2 separate regions of the Zea mays genome follow, and region 1 is linked to region 2. The links are chromatin contacts, called in public Hi-C maps. All regions are on one chromosome and are shown on one strand. The core of a region is the stretch at or near the end of the contact, and the rest is flanking DNA. Distances in the headings are between cores, read along the strand shown.

The links. Hi-C and Micro-C count contacts between places; a contact is called where the count stands out from the background.
Region 1: a Hi-C map of tassel shows a contact between it and region 2, with 4 times the contacts expected there. The contact joins the promoter of LOC100277355 here to the promoter of LOC103634794 in region 2. A contact is called at or near these places in 2 of 25 Hi-C or Micro-C datasets (root tip and tassel).

Annotation. Positions count from the first base shown.
Region 1 is chr8:13,186,436-13,189,135 of Zm-B73-REFERENCE-NAM-5.0, reverse strand. LOC100277355 reads right to left here and starts at 1,307. Exons shown (of 3, transcript NM_001361288.1): 1 at 1-1,307. The coding sequence starts at 988.
Region 2 is chr8:12,795,208-12,797,907 of Zm-B73-REFERENCE-NAM-5.0, reverse strand. It overlaps LOC103634794 (DUF1639 family protein), which reads right to left and starts at 1,285. Exons shown (of 2, transcript XM_008657385.4): 1 at 290-1,285; 2 at 1-188. The coding sequence starts at 847. The coding sequence ends at 120.

The sequences.
Region 1 (2,700 bases), core at 58-2,557, 390 kb before region 2:
GTGTTGCTCGTTTGCGCAACGACCTCTCGTCTCCAGTTTGAACGGCAGCACCGCTCGATCTAACCCTGGCACAAGTGCGCACTACCTCATCTCTTACTCCACTCTCATTGTGCTTGGCATCCATATCAGAGCCCCGTTTGCTCCTGTTCCCATCCCCAAAATCCATTCTTGGCAACACTATCGTACTGGTACTGGTCGCTGCATCGGCGTTGCTGTTACCGGAAAAATGGCCGTGCCTACGCGGGACAGCAGCGGTGTCTGTCTCCGCAGGAAGACCAGGAGGCTGTACCTGTACATGTACCCGTGCGGAACGCTCCTCCAAGAGCAAGCTGTCGGAGCGAGATAGGAAGTCGTCGGCCATTCTCGAGCCTTGAAGCAAGGCGCTGGCGTGGCCATCCCTGCGGTGCTGCGGGGAAGAGCAAGCGTAGGCGAGGGCCAGCCTGGCGCTTGCCCGTGAGCCGGCGCGCGCGCCCGGGTCCAGCAGCTTCGCCGCGGCCGCGTGCACGAGCCGGGTCCGCCTCGGGCTCCGCGCCGGCAGGTCGGCCCCGTGGTGGCTCCTCGCCGCCGGCGCGGGCGCGGGCGCGGGAGGGCGACGGCTGCGGGTCTTAGGCAGCACCAGCACGACCGCCGAGTCGGCGCCGTCCGCGCGCGACGCCTCCACCTTCCTCTGCTTCTGCGGCCTCGGCGGCGCGGGCCAGGACTCCAGGCCCATGAGGCGCGCGACGAGGCCCGGGGCGGCGGCATCGGACGGGCGCGGCGGTGGCGGCGGCGGCGGCGGGGAAGCGGGAGGTGGCGGGCACGGGGGCCTGCGTGGGGAGGAGGAGGAGCGGAGGGACGAGGGGAGCAGGCGGCGCGGGGAGAAGAGCCTGCGCTTGCGGGCGAGGCGGCGGTGCCAGTCGAGGAGGTGGAAGAGCACGCCGCCGCCGCCGCCGCCGGGGAACGGCGGCGGCTTCTTCTCCACTATGGCGAGGCTGCTGCTGCTGCTCATACCGTCTCCGTCTCCGTGCCAAGTCGGCCTCCCGTCTCCGTGCCAGGCCCAGGCCGCGCAAGCTCGCTCGGGGCTCCGTCCTTTAACCGACCCGTGCTTCGATCCGGGAGCTGAAAAGTGGTGGTGTAGATGGCACGCGACGGCGGCTGGCTCCTCCTCCACCTCGGCACGCGCCGCGAGGACGAAGGTCCAGGGCAGGGAAGCAAAGCAACAGAGTCGAGCGTGGGCGTGTCGGTGGCGACCCGGTCTGTTCGCGGAGGGGTAGCAGATGACAGGTGGGGCTCTGTCGGACTTCGACTTAAGTGTGAGTGTAGCGCGGAGGAGAAGTGGAGAACGCGTCGCGAGGAAGCCCAATGTGCACGGGACGCGAAGTGGAGGACGGGGGACGGCACGGCAGCGGGCTTCACCGACGAGGTGTAGGAGTAGGAGGGACGTTGTAGACGGATGTCAGCCTTCTCCGCTGGACCGCTGCCGCTTGCTTGGCCTCCTCTGCACCGCCGGCAGTGGATGGTCAAAGCTGGCGGAGAATTTTGTGGCTTTTCAGTTTCAAAAAAATCCGGAATGGGCACAAAAGCTTCAAAAAAAAACATATAGTCCCGAAAAGCAACAAAAGTCGAAATAAAAAATTTTAAAAATCTGTGAATGACTGAATGGGCAGAAAAAGGTCAATGTCGGACCACCGACAGGGGCAGCAGACACTCGTCGGCGTCTCCGAGACTATCGCAACGTTGTAGTCATGCTAATCATGGCGGATGGGCGGATGGCGCTGTGTTTTTCATGCGTACTAGCAAAGACAGAGACAGGGACGCACATGCATACTGTAGTATCGACGACGATGCTACGGACAAGACAAGGGGAAGGGCAGGAGACTGTAGTTGTAGTCGCGTCGAGCTGAGAAGAGGTCCGCGTGCGTCTAGCCGACGGATCCCAAAGAAGGCGATGCGAAGAAAAGGAAAAAATGGAGAAGACAAGTCGGGCAGGTGACATCACACGCTAGCGCGTCGTTTTCCTCGCTCTGGCTCTGACACTCGTGTCCGCGCCTGCGCCGCTGGCAGGCCCGTGACCGTGAGGCGGACGCCGGCTGCGGCCACGGGCCAACAGTACCGGCGGTCTGTATGGCAGGAGCAGGATCCACGCTAGTTAAGCTCCTGTAGTTAACGCTTGATTAAGCTCCTGTACTTGACGCTGAGCATAATAAACTAAAACTATGGACTATAAATTTATGTTAGTTTTACATTACATAGTATCTTATATTTTATTGTAGACACTTTATGTTTATTTGATAAATCACTCCATCTAAAATAAAATGATACATAACAACAAGGTGGTGATGGATCAACTTATTTCAATCCACAAACAAAAAAAGTGAGAAGCAAAAAGATAATGGACCACCTCATTTCTCATACCAAACACCATATTAATTTCTAACTGGTATACCATCGACTGATGTCAAATAGACAACAAAAAATCATACACCGTGACCAATAAACAATATTTAATTTATATAGGCTAAACTAAAAACTTGTTTGATTTATGGCTAAATGTGTCACACTTTACCTAAGGTTAGACATCTAAATTGAATAACTAACCTTAGATAGAAAAGTTAGACAAACTCTGGTAACTTAGTGTGAACCAAACCTGCCTTAAAAACCCACAAAAGTGAAACTTTGCCATTTCCTGTTGTGTTAGATAGGCAATCAACTCTCGCAAGT
Region 2 (2,700 bases), core at 36-2,535:
ATGAACAGCAGCACCGGATTGTGATTGCCCAATTCGCCTTTCGGGTTCCTGCGCCCTCGTCCATGGGCGGGACGACGACGGCTCCACGGTGCTCCTTGATGGGCCGGCGACGCGGTCTCTCACCGGCCGTCCGGCACGCGGTAGGTCTCGGCGGTGATCTCCGACAGCCACGAGCCGGGGAATAGGATCTGGGGACGCAATGTTTTACGAAATCACATACGGGTCCCTGGAACAGGGCAAAGGGACGGAGGAGGTCGTCGGGCTTCGGAGGGAGAGCGGGGGGACTCACATCGAGCTGCTTCTGCACGGGGCGAGGCCGCCGCCTAGGGCGACGGCGCGGCCGCGCGCCGGTCACGGCGAAGACGTCCTCCTCGATCTCCTCTCGCGTGAGCGCCACGGAGAAGCGCGCCCGGCCCAGGGCCTCCGCGCAGGCCCGCGACGGCCTCCGCTCGGGCGTTCGCGACGTGCTCGCGGACGGCGCCGCCACCGTGGGCGTGGGGCGCCGTCGTCGGGTGCGCAGCTTCCACGGTGGCAAGGCGGGGGCGGCCGCCACGTGGTCCGCGTCGCTGCTCCCTGCTTCCACCTCGTGGAGGTTCCCCAGCGCCTTCTCTCCGGCAACGGCGGCGAGCTTCCCGGGGGAGCGCCTGGCGGTGGCGGTGGCGGTGGCGTCGCCGGCGCGGTTGACGTGGGCGCAGCGCAGGGCCCGGTGGCTCCCCCACGTCTTGAGCGACGGGAACGAGGAGAACGCGGCCGCCGCCTGGCGGGCGTTCGACGTGGCCGCCGCCGCCGCGGCGTCGGCGACGGGATCTGGGGGAGGCGGCGGGGGCGGCTCGGCCGAGATCACCATGGCCGTGGGCGACGTGGCTGCGACGCGCTCGGATGTGGTGCGGGAGCAACCCTTGGCGGCGGCGTAGGGAGGAGCGCGTGGGACGTGCTGAAGGGAAGGGAGGAGGCGAGGCGACGAGACGAGAGGGAGGTGCGTCCTCGGCTCTCGGCGATGCAAGTGTGGGCCGTGGGGGGAAAGGAAAAATAGATGGAATAGTGGGCGTTGCTGATGAATAAATATTGAGAGGGCTTGTGCGTTGAGGGCTTGACGGGTATTTCAGTGTTGTCGTTTTTTTCTCCCCATCTGCGATGGACCATGCGTGCAGCGTGCTACGGTGACTCACTGAGACTCGGTGAGTTCCATTCAGCAAGGGATACTGGGTTCTGGTGGCATGCATTAAGTTGTCATTAGATACAAGACAAGATGGTGAGCAAGTTGGATTATATACATTATACATGTTGAATATGACAAGCAGAATTCGAATAGCACTATGATGCTCTGGCTTTCTTACATGTGAGTATGTGACGATTATTCTTTTTCGAAGTCTATGTTTATCAAACGCATAAATATATGCTAATTACTACTAATAATAAAGTAGTTAAGGAGCTGTTTGTTTCAGTTTATAGATTATATAATCTGGATTATAATCTAAATTATATAATCTAGATTATAATCTAGACATATTATAATCTACATATAGTTGTTTGGTAGTCTAGATTATACAAATGTAGATTATTCATAAAGACAGCAATACCCTTGTTTGTTTATTTGATGTGAGGAAAGAAGAATGACATATATTGTAATTTCTATTTACATAACCATGGGTAGTGGGTCTTTTGCCAAAATAATCTCAAATAAGCTACTCTTGAGGAGATTATAAGATTATCATAATCTAGGCTTTAGATTATATAATCTGAACTTATAATCTATGTGTTTGTTTACCTATTAGATTATTTGCGCTGGATTATATAATCTAGAGAGATTATAATCCGAAACAAACAGAGACTAAGTATATAAATATTCAATAAATATTGGTTATTTCTTTGTTTGTTCGTTTGATAAAAAAAATGCATGTAGTCTATTAAGTTAAATCGAAACTGAAATCAAACACTCATATGCTACATATAATCTTTTATAAGTACTGTTTATGACCCTCTCCGTACAAAAATCCTAGCTACGCCCTAGGTACATGACTTTGTTACTCTTTACCTTGGTCACAACTCACAAACACGAAGTTATTATTATTATTATTATTTTGCACCATCACGAGACGCGTCAAGTTTAGCAGAGCATGAACTCATATCATCCACTTACCGTGCACAAAGCCTAGCATAGCGCATCCCAATCGTAAAAACAAAAAAAAAAGATAGATGACACGGACAAAGTGCTGATAACGTATACTCTCTCTCCGTTTCATTTTAGTTGTCACTGGATAGTGCAAAATTGAACTATCCAGCGACAACTAAAAAAACGGAGAGAGTATGTACTAGTCATAGTAGTATTAGAGCATCTCCAACAATACCTTAAACTAGTGCCTCAAATTGAAATATAGGGCTCTACACAGGAAAAACCATTCCAACAGTGCCTCAATTCAATAAATTTTGTCAAAAAACTATAGGGCACCCTCTCAAGTGCCTCAAATATACTACACCGTAGTGGGCTGCCCTATAATCTAGATTTGGGGCTTTACTGTTGGAGCAGAGTGTTTTGTTAGTGCCCTAAATTCTATAAAATTTACTTATTTTTAAATTATAAGGCATTTTTATAGGTCACGTTGTTGGAGATGCTCTTAGTCAGTTCCCCGTGTAAGCTGCAAGGATTTGGAGCCACGGCCGCTTGTTTTGGTAGTACCAGGTACCAGCCATGGATGAACA